Regions from separate parts of the Mus musculus genome. Here region 2 is linked to region 1. Evidence: chromatin contacts called from public Hi-C data. All regions are on one chromosome and are shown on one strand. Each heading gives the region's core, a stretch centred on a gene start, on an enhancer-like site or on the middle of the called end of the contact. The rest is flanking DNA. Distances are from core to core; before and after follow the strand shown. Region 1 overlaps Pde4d (phosphodiesterase 4D, cAMP specific). Region 2 overlaps Pde4d (phosphodiesterase 4D, cAMP specific).

What was found. A called contact is a pair of places that touch in the nucleus more often than the background predicts.
Region 2: a contact with region 1 is called in a Hi-C map of muscle stem cells, with 1.9 times the contacts expected there. The contact joins two enhancer-like sites. A contact is called at or near these places in 1 of 39 promoter capture datasets (frontonasal cranial neural crest), 7 of 484 Hi-C or Micro-C datasets (B cells, bone marrow-derived DN2 thymocytes, bone marrow-derived macrophages and 3 more), 4 of 115 datasets of contacts at active chromatin or transcription factors (cardiomyocytes, embryonic stem cells and epiblast stem cells) and 1 of 9 other capture datasets (adipose tissue).

Annotation. Positions count from the first base shown.
Region 1 is chr13:109,629,668-109,634,857 of GRCm38.p6, reverse strand. All of the region lies in intron 3 of Pde4d (phosphodiesterase 4D, cAMP specific), which reads right to left. Among named protein-coding and RNA genes, the nearest start is that of Gm32703, 190 kb to the right of the region's middle. Within about 2 kb of position 2,232, at least 128 of the 459 cell types and tissues checked have an H3K27ac peak or open chromatin away from gene starts, as enhancers often do. A contact at or near this core is called in muscle stem cells, where this site is marked.
Region 2 is chr13:109,749,651-109,754,840 of GRCm38.p6, reverse strand. The region is part of intron 4 of Pde4d (phosphodiesterase 4D, cAMP specific); the gene reads right to left. Among named protein-coding and RNA genes, the nearest start is that of Mir1904, 150 kb to the left of the region's middle. Within about 2 kb of position 2,115, at least 32 of the 459 cell types and tissues checked have an H3K27ac peak or open chromatin away from gene starts, as enhancers often do. A contact at or near this core is called in muscle stem cells, where this site is marked.

The DNA of each region.
Region 1 (5,190 bases), core at 983-3,482:
GTGTGTGTGTTTGCATGTGTGCATACACATGCATCTATAGATATGTAGTGACTCAGTGTATACTCTACTTCAAATGTAAAGCTATATGATAGCTTTATATATATATATTTATTTATTATCCCATATCACTGGGCTACATGCCTAATCTTTTAGAGAGCTGAGATGACTCTGGGGGTGGGCAACTGTATTATCATCTCATTCAATTTGATTTGTGAAAGGCATGAACATAAGAGCTAGGGCTGCACACAGTACTCAGTGACACCAGGGGAGAGGGAATGAATGGCTGTGTCCTACCTAAGGAAGTCACAGACTCCAAAGGAAAGATGATGCAGATCCCATCACAACAAACACAATGTATATAAGAATTCAATTCGTCACCATGCAAGGGATTGACAGATGGAGAGGAAATGAATGAGTGACAAAGGTTTCCTGGAGGGACCTGTCCCTTGACAGCTACTGGAGGTGCTATCTTCAGCCTCCGATTTACTCTAAATAAAGCATGTCAGAAATAAAGTGTGGGACACATAGGTAATGGAGAACCCCTCTTCACTTAGACCAGGTCACGTATTTGGAAAAGACCAGAGCTTGAAACAAGGAAATGTCTGTGCCTTTGATTTTAAAAAAAGGTGGTGGTGGCGGGGAGATTTTATAACTCATTTGTAAATCAAGTACCACTTCAACTCTGCATCTTTAAAGGGTAGGCCAGATTCTTCAGTTCATCCAGCCGCAGCTTTCTTCTATTCCCTCTACTCCGCAGGCAGATGCCCACAGTGTTAAAGAACTTGCTTTCAGATCTACATGGTAAGAAAAACCTAGAAGCCACACATCTTGGACACAATAATGTTGGAGGCTTGGTGATAGTACGTTCCGGGCATGCAACACACATAATCAGGCGTGGCATGTCAATAACAAGCAAGCCAATCATATTCCTTCATGCACACTTGCCACAGGCGCTGGCTTGCCAACGTTCACCAAATGTCTTAATAAATTAATACCATCATGACGGACGCTAGCTGTTTTCATTAAAAAAAAAATCTAGGGTGAAAGTTTTCTCTCTGGTTTTCAACAAATAAAATCATTAATGTTTTAATCCAAATTTAAAATGTTTTCTCTGTAGACAACATAGAACGTAATTTAACTAAAAACAAAAACAAAATAGTGTGTATTTCTGTATAAGTTTCTAACTTTGTTGGTAGCTGACCTAAATAACAAAGACCCATTCTTAAGATTATGCAAACCATTTCCCTTTTATTTACTGTGGCTGCATCAGCTCCCAGCAGCAGTACAGCCAGGTATTTGGTTAACATTAACTAGCCTTTGCTGTGAAACAAAGTTGACAATATGTAGTAGGCATGTGGTTGAGAGTTGTTATGTGACTTCCAGAGAACTCACTAGAAATGCAATACGCCTTACACCTTAACTTCGAAATTACGGTATCTCATTCTTTGAGACAAACTTTAAAGTGAGTCACCCAGTGGGTCACGGAGTTAGCTTCAGCTTTGCAATGTGGGTTTTGCCCTGTGAATAACAGCCCTGTAGTTTGCTATTGTTTGCTGGGCGAATTAAATCAGCAGCTGTTCTGAGTAGTTAAAAGACTTAGCTTACAGTTTAGCAAGCTTGTTTTCCAAGACAGGAATTGATTAGGCAAATGAATACATCCACCCCCCACACACCCCACCCCCCAATCCCAGAACTGTAACTAACTGACAAGCTTTGTCAAGTTTACCTTTCAACTCTCAGAATGGGCTCTGAGAGTTGGGCAACTTCCTGCGACCTCAGGAGGTCCCCACAAACCCAGGACTATTTCAAATGCTTACAATAGCCCAGGAGCTGAGCCGGACATTAACCCAACCATGTGAATGAAGGAGATTCCCTCAAAGTTTTACTTGTAAGGGACCTACAGCAGATAAAAAGGCCTCCCTTGCTACCAAAAGGAAATTGCCATACCTGTAGGACTTTGAGAAACGCAATCTTGTTCTAGTTCTTGGAGATGGTCCTGGCACTGCGACTCCCAGGGGATCCCAGACAAAAGCCATTTGTAAAGAGAGTGCTAAGAGATCCACAGGAACAGCAGAATGTCAGAGCAGATACTGGACCCTGGGGCGGGAAGGCCCTTCAGGCTGCAAGAGGCACTTGTGGCTGAATGAGGGCATTTCTTCAGTGTGGTGGTATGTGCTGACAGAGAGGTGGCAGGCTGGCTGAGGCAGGGCTGGAAAGGGTGGCCAGCACTTCCTGCTGCGTGACACTTGCCCTTTGCGACAGCGCTTGCTTCACCTAGACAGTCTCTTGTTAGTGTGAGAAACAACTCCCTTGAAACTGCTTTTAAATATAGCCCAGCTTAAACAGCAGGGCCACATGCCACTCCTGAAAAGCATAGCCCCCACCCCACCCCCCACAGACATGCAGATGCACAGACTGGGAGGTGTGGTTCAATGGGTCAACTTACTCTTAGTGTGAATGTTAAACAGTAGTGACCTGTAGTGAAAGGGAAAATTACACATGGACCCAGGACTGGGAAACTTGACAGGAGTATTAAATTTCAACTCTGGCTATCCAAATAATTTTTTCTTATTCTAAATTCTCTTAGATACATGTATGAATGTCGTTATTAGAAAACCTTGTAAAAAAAAAACTTAGTAATTGTTAAAAACAAAACAAAACAAACAAAAAAAACCCCTCTCCTCCCTGCCAGTCAGTGTGAGATGAAAACAGGCAGATCACTTTCAGAACTCCTGGCAACCTTTCCCTCAAAGGGATGTCACTGTGTCACCTTGCAGAGTGAGTTATAAGGAGTGACTTTGACAGCAGAGATCAATGTCTTGTCCCGTTCTTCGCTCTTGAACAGATCCCTTAAAACGTCCTTCTTTCAAGTCACATAAAGGCTGAGAGATCCACAGAGCTCAGTTGTGTGGTCTCAGAGTTCAGCGCGCGCGGCAGGGAGACATATATTTCAAGGTGTCCTCAAGGACTCAAGGCACCCTGGTGTCGTCATCACTTCTCAGGAGTCAGTGGTATTTAATGCTGACAACACAGCCTAATTCCATCACTCCCTGCCCAAGCACTGGCCTGCTTGTGACCTCCATTGTAAACCAAGGCAGGGCTCTACACATCCAGGATAAGATTAGAGAAGCTTGGAGAAACCCTAAAAAAGATGTTAACCCCCTCTGAACTGGACAAAATTGACTAATCGCCCTAAGGGACCATCTCCATGCCTACCAGGGTTAAAGACCCTTAACATTCTTTTTTTTTTTTTTTTCCTGGCTCCGATCCCAGCCTCACTAGGCTTAAGATTTATTTATTTTATGTATGTGAGTACAATGTCACTCTCTTCAGACACACCAGAAAGGGCATCAGATCTCATTCTAGATGGTTGTAAGCCACCACGTGTTTGCTGGGATTTGAACTCAGAACCTCTGGAAGAGCAGTCAGTGTTCAGTGCTCTTAACTGCTGAGCCATCTCTCCAGCCCCTCCCCCCCCATGCTCTCGTGATTTGGGGGGGCATTAAAATGTTAAACAAGCTGAGCATCGGGCACAGTGAGGGGAGGGGTTTCTGAAAAAGCTACATGCTTTGGAGATGTGCAATACAGAAGGTTTTTGCCAGTTGTGTTCTTTCGTTATCTGACTCACATACTCAGTAGGTGAGTGGTGGCTGTCTGGCAGATTAATAACGCTGATGTTCAAAGTTCCAATCTAAAAGAAGACTTCTGGGGGTCAGCTTGTTGTATATGATTGTTTCACAAATGGCCTTTGTGCTTTTGGGTAAGGCTCTATATTACATACGCGGAAGGCAGGTCCTAGGAGTGGAAGAAAACAGCCATCCCTAGGCCCTCGGTCTTTACGTTGTGTGAAACTCCACAGTTGCCTCTTGGTTCCCATTGATCTATTAGTTTCTATCAGGGATAGCTCTTGGGCAATGCTGCCCCACTCCTGACGTAGCACCACAGAGATAGACAACTCCTGTTTAGCAGAATGGCTTTGTATGGTGCTAGAGCAAGGCCATGTAGGAAAACTGGTAGACTTGTCAGGTAGAGAGGGATCTTGAGGGCTCATGGAAAGGGGAGGCTGGGTATGAAGGGAGAAGAACACACAGAAACAGGAAAATCCCAGTAGAGCTGGTCTTTTCATCTCTCACAAGAGAATTGAAACCTATTCCTTACAGAAATCATATGCTTTGCAGGTAAAACAGCACCACTGATGTCTGCCGCATGTAGAAAGCTTCTGAGCCCCCAGATGTTGTGTGTTGTCATGGTTTTATTTTTTTCATTTGTAAATTACATTAATCTCATTGGTGTATGGTGTCTGGGCAGCGGATACATGGTAGAGGACAGCTGGTAGGAAGAAGATGGCTCTCTCTCTCTCTCTCTCTCTCTCTCTCTCTCTCTCTCCCACATGGGTCCTAGGTATTGGACTCAGGTCATCAGGCTTCATGACAAGAACTTTAATCCACAGAGCCATTGGGTCAATTTTTCTCCCCTGTAGTTTACATAGTTTTATTGAAAATAACATAAGCCTTATCATTCAGTCTCAAAAAGTTTTTTGCAAGTAATCATATATCACATCTCATACACAGTATGTAATACATATGCACACATATATAGTTTGTTAGTTATATTTTGTTGACTTTTAGAGACATGCAGCCTTGGGTGGCCTGGAACTTGTTATATAAACCAGGCTATACTTGAATTCATAGAGTGCTGGGATTAAAGGTATGCCCCACCATGCCCACTGCTAAATTTATATTTTAAAATGCAAATTTCAGCTGTAGAGGTGGCTCAGCAGTTAAGAGCACTGACTGCTCTTCCGAAGGTCCTGAGTTCAAATCCCAGCAACCACATGGTGGCTCACAACATCCGTCATGAGATCTGATGCCCTCTTCTGGTGTGTCTGAAAACAGCTACAGTATACTTATATATAATAAATAAATAAGTCTTTTAAAAAATAAAATAAAATGCAAATTTCAGTACTGTTTTTTAGAAATGGCCATTACTCCACAGATATGAGAATTAGGCAACTGGAAAAATCAAAGCCCAACAAACAGGGTGTTTTCTAGAATGTACCTTTGCTGTATTTATATTTGTGCCAGCAACTTATAACTTTCACTTTGTATGGGTAGAAAGAGAGTCAAACATTGAAAATACTTGAGTTAATTTTTACAAAGCCAAACTGTTTCTTCTTAAATTTCTGTTGTT
Region 2 (5,190 bases), core at 866-3,365, 120 kb before region 1:
CTAAATAACAGAGAAAGGAGTAAAAGAGCATTTGTGTACTTTTTGATCTAGAAATAGAATTCTGAGCTATAGTTAACTAAAGTGCTTACAAACAAGGCACAAGAGGATGGCATTCATCATCCACTTCCGGGTGTGTGGACAACAAGCAATGGAAACAGCATGTCACAGAGATATCCACAATAGTCCCCACACAGACTCACTCATCTTAAGTGTCTATCAATAGGTGGAAATATGCCTACCTCATAGGATACTACTTAGGTTTTAAAGAGAGAATCATTTGTTGTAAGAGGTATGAACCTGAGGTAGGCTATGCTTAGTGTAACAAGGCAGACAAACAGTGTATGACATCACATGCACGTGGACCCTAAAACAAAACAAAACAAAACAAAACAAAACAAAACAAAACAAAACCATGAACTTACAGGAAGAGAGTCTGAAGTGTTAGTTACAGGGGCCAGGAAATAGGATTGGGCTTAAAAAGCCTTATGGGAAATAAGTTCATGAAATTTATAGCACACATTGCTGACTATGACAAGCAATATGCACAATTTTAGATTTCCTCATCACAAAAGCAGTAACTAGATAACGTGATAGGTACATTAACAAACTCAATCCAATGTTTAGATTCATATTAAAACTATTATTGTATATCTTAAACACAGACAATGTCTCTCCTTTCTCTGTTATTTAGTTTAAGGTTGTGTGGTGTGAAGGCATCAGGATGGCTGAGCTGGTTGGGAGTCACAGCTGGGATGAAGCTTAGTTGTTTATATTTTGTTGTTTAATTTTATTTTATCATTCTGTATTAATGTCTGATTATCAGTTGAATGATATTTTCACGAAATGGGAGCTACACTGTGGAGTCAGTGCTGTTTTCTGGTTGCTTAAATACATTTAAGAATGAATGAAGAGCCTGATCTTTGAATCAACCCAACCAAATCAATCCTTAAGACCAGGTACAGTGGCACAAGCCTAGCACTTGGAAAGTGGAGGCAGGGGGATCAGGAGTTCACTATACAGTACTCAAAGCCAGCCTGGATGACATGAGACCCAGTTTCAGAAACAAGAAGCAAAGCTAGGGAGATGGATCAACCAGCAAAGCTTGCTTCACAAAGCTGAGGGCTTCAATTTGACTCCTAGAATCCACATAAAAAAAAAATCCAGGCATGGGGGTTCATTCTTGTAATCACAGCGTTGGAGAAGATGGACCCCTAGAGCTCCCTGTGAGGCCACCCACCCTACTGTATTTGGTGAGCTCCAGACCTGTGAAGAGCCCTGTCTTGAAACAAAATGTGTATGATGCCTAAGGAAGAATAGCTAAGGTTGTTCTCGGGTCTCCACATGTGTGTCCTTCATGTCCACATACATGTACCTGCACTCACGTGAACATACATACATGCATGCATACATACTTGCACGCATGTGCGGGAGCGCACACACACACATACACACACATACCTCAAAAATCAATAAGTAAGCACATAAATTACCAAAGCATAAATCCTTTGTTTTTGCTTCACGTATGTTCAGATCTTCATTAAGAATGTGCATTGAAGGCTAGAGAGATGGCTCAGTGGTTAAGAGCACTGACTGCTCTTCCAGAGGTCCTGAGTTCAATTCCCAGCAACCACATGGTGGCTCACAACCATCTGTTTCAGGGTCTGCTGCCCTCCTCTGGTGTGTGTGAAGACATCAACAGCATACTCACATTAAATAAATCATTTAAAAAAATCTGCATTGATGATAAGGCATAAAACTGAGAATTTATTACACAGTATAAGCAAACACTCTGTGGTCTAACATCGAATGTGTGCTGTAAAGATAGAAATTTTGGTTTCATGAAGGAAAAATACATGATACTGAATAAGCTCTATGTCAGTGCAAACATAATCCACTCTCACATTTGCAGACAGAAGTTTCAAGCTTCAAAGGAACTTAGTAAATGTTTGTAGACAGGAGCACAAAGCACATCGTACTATTTTGCTTAATAAAGACTGATGCATCAGAGAAAATTATCCAGGGATGCTGATGTCACAGTTGGCCACAGGGGACTGTGAGTCCTAGGCTGAGTTTGAAGTTCCTGACAGGAGGCAAAGGGCTGAGTACCCAGAGGGAAAGAGGCTACACAAGTGCCCTCACTCTGTGTTCTAGGAACAGGCTCTTCTTTCATAGTGTACGTTATTTGACAGGTCTTCCGTTTACTCTTAACGTCATTGGCCCTGTTCTCTTGGGTTTTCTCCAGAAAGCTCGTCTGTGTGGGAGATTTACGGCTAGGGAGGGCAATCTCCTTAAAGGTCTGCCTGCGGTGGAATGGGGCCAGTTAAGTTCGAAGAAAAGGCTTAAGAAAATAGAGAAGGCTTTTTTTTTTCCCCCTAAGTCTGCTATGTGCCCAGAGTGAAGGACAGACAGGATCTAATTCTCCAGACTCTGCATGAATGGATACTCTCACATTCCCACTCCAAGACAAGGAACCAGGATCTGAGAACCTGGGTTCAGAGCCAGTTGTACCCTTGGCAAATGGCAGAGATCATTAGTTTCCTGAAGCTAGCCTGAAACCTAGAGTTTGTCAGGCAGAGTGGGTACACTGGTCCCGGTCAAAGTAACAGTAAATCTAGACTGTGGAGAAGTGTTGGAAAGTTTCATACTCCTTTGGTTAGCTTATCCTTTTCCTGACATTATGTTTTTTGTGTGTGTGTTGTAAAAGAGAGAGAGAGAGAGAGAGAGAGAGAGAGAGAGAGAGAGAGACTCTCATATCATTAAAAATTAAGCTGACTATATATTTTAGTCAGAATTGCTTTGTTATTGTCATTTCCATGGCAAAATAAGCACTCAGAGACCTACGTTGGTCTCTATGGTGCTTTCTTGACATTGTAATGGGCCTTGAAATCCCAAGGCATGGAGATGTGCTATGTAGCTAAACAGGGACCTAGGCTTAAAAAGCAAGCAAGCAAACAAGCAAGCAAAAGAATCCACTGTGTTGTTTTGACCATATTGTTTCCTGCTTGCTCGAATGAATTTGGACTATCATAAGCTCCTCAGAAGTAAATACCAGAGTCTCCAGAATAATGCTGCCCAATAGAAATACTCCCCCCCCAATCTCCTGGGGAGGGAGTGGCGGGGGGGGGGGGGGTTGACTATGGTATCCACTATCCACAGGCAAATGAAACACAAGGCATCCTGAAAGCCTGCAAGTACCATGCAGGAACAAGCTGTGTGTGCAGTCTTGCTCTTCCTGGCTCACGCATGGTGGCTCACAGGTGGACTGAGAAGGACTTGGTCCACATGATACCCTGCATTTGCATTTCCCTCTTGTATTCGCAGAAGGTTGGTTGACTTGTTATGCCTCTGTTTCTACTTTCTAGACTTGGCTTCGAAGGAGAGGGTTGCTGCGACGACTGATGTGTGTTTAGCCCTGCCTTTACAGTATTTTTGGAGACAGAAACCTCCTTTTGGACCCAAGGTTGGGAAAAACCCCACTAGTCTCACAGTGATTAGGGGAAAGCTGATGCAGGGTCTGAGAGACAATCTAGTAGGGAATACCAATCAACGAAGAAGCCTTTTTACCAAGCCCAAACCGAAGCGTTCAACACACCAGAAGTCTGCAAGCAAAGCTTAGGGCCTGCTCCTTTGACTTGGATTTTCTGAAGCAAAATTATACTTGCAATGAGGCCTTTGTTCCCTGCATATCTATGATAGAGTATCTCCATGTTTCCTACTGCAGGGAGCTAGAACGATTCAGTGGCACCCCCTGGTAAAGCTTACCTCCAGGAACATACTACAGAACTACTGTTCTATCTGCAGCTGTGTCTCCTTATACGGCTCAGAGGATGATATGGGGAGAGACTGAGAATGGCTTGCAAAGGAGCCAAGACCGACAAGCAAAATACATATTTCAAGTGACTGATATGTAACAGAGAAGGCATTTATGCTGGTGTCTCAATATCGGCTACCTCTCTCCTTTCCTGGCTAGGATTTAAAAAATAATAAAGGCAAAAGTGATTTTTTTTTTCTGTCTTGTTTTCATGGATCTGTGTTGCCTTCAAAATGACACCCTAAATGGCATAGCTGCTATTCCTCCTGCTCAGCCAGTTAACAGAGTAAGCCTCAGTCAAGCACACCGGCCAGTTTTACGGTCCTTCCCTCAGAATGTGCTGAGAAGCACCCACCAGGGGGCTCCTAGAAAAACCAACTCCTCGCCTTCTCCAAACCTGCCACCATCTACCTCTTTCTAACCATGGGTCACCAAACTGTAACGTTCAGAAGGTTTCCATCCTGTGATACACCGGAGCAGGGTTCAAATCTCTGTCCTCTTCAATGCCTAGAGGAGAGTGAGTAAGGCTTGGAGAACAAAGTGAGTGCCACCAGCGCCAGGTCCACAGCTTGTTCAAACCATATGTTCTTTGCAAGTTGAAGGGGCCAGGGAGAGGCCATTGTTTTGGCTCTAGTTCTTCTCTTTGGGGCTGAGATAAATGGAAGCCCCATCCAGACTAATGGGATGGCTTTTCCCCTTGAAGATGGTGTATATGTTGTCCTGTCATTAGTTAGGTGATAATTCACATATTGCTCTCAGAGATCCCGTTCCTTTAAGAGGACGCTGGTAAATGACCCAGCTCTTCCTTAACCAAGACAATCCTAGCTGCCTTTCTAGCAGGAATCTGATGGCTTATAGGAGTGTCAGATAATAATTTTCATTATTAAACAGCTTTTACTCCACATTTATAAAAAAGTAGGTGTTACATTTCATAAACAGTGAAGTGGTAGGATTATTATTCAATCAAGTGCTTACTTTTTTTCAAAGACTTACTTAATGCCCAGTGTCATATGGCTTTTATTTTATTTTACGTATAAAAATAGTTTATTACTACACAGTTTCCTTTAGATTTCCACAACCTAGGAAATCTTAGGTGACTGTTTTTTCTCAGTTATTTTTTCACCACTACAAGATTTATGGAAAATAATATGTATGAAGATTAAAAAAGAGAGAGAGTTGGTTCAGTGGGTACAACCACTTTCTGTGCAAAACTGAGGACCTGCACATGGATCGCAACACCCACATTTAAATACAGCTAGGTACAGCTAATTGCCTGCCTGCAAACCCAGCAATGTGGGGAATGGGGGACAGGGATCATTAAGGTTGCTAACCAACAGTCTAGCTTTCAATGCAGGGAAAGACACTCTCTAAGGAAATAA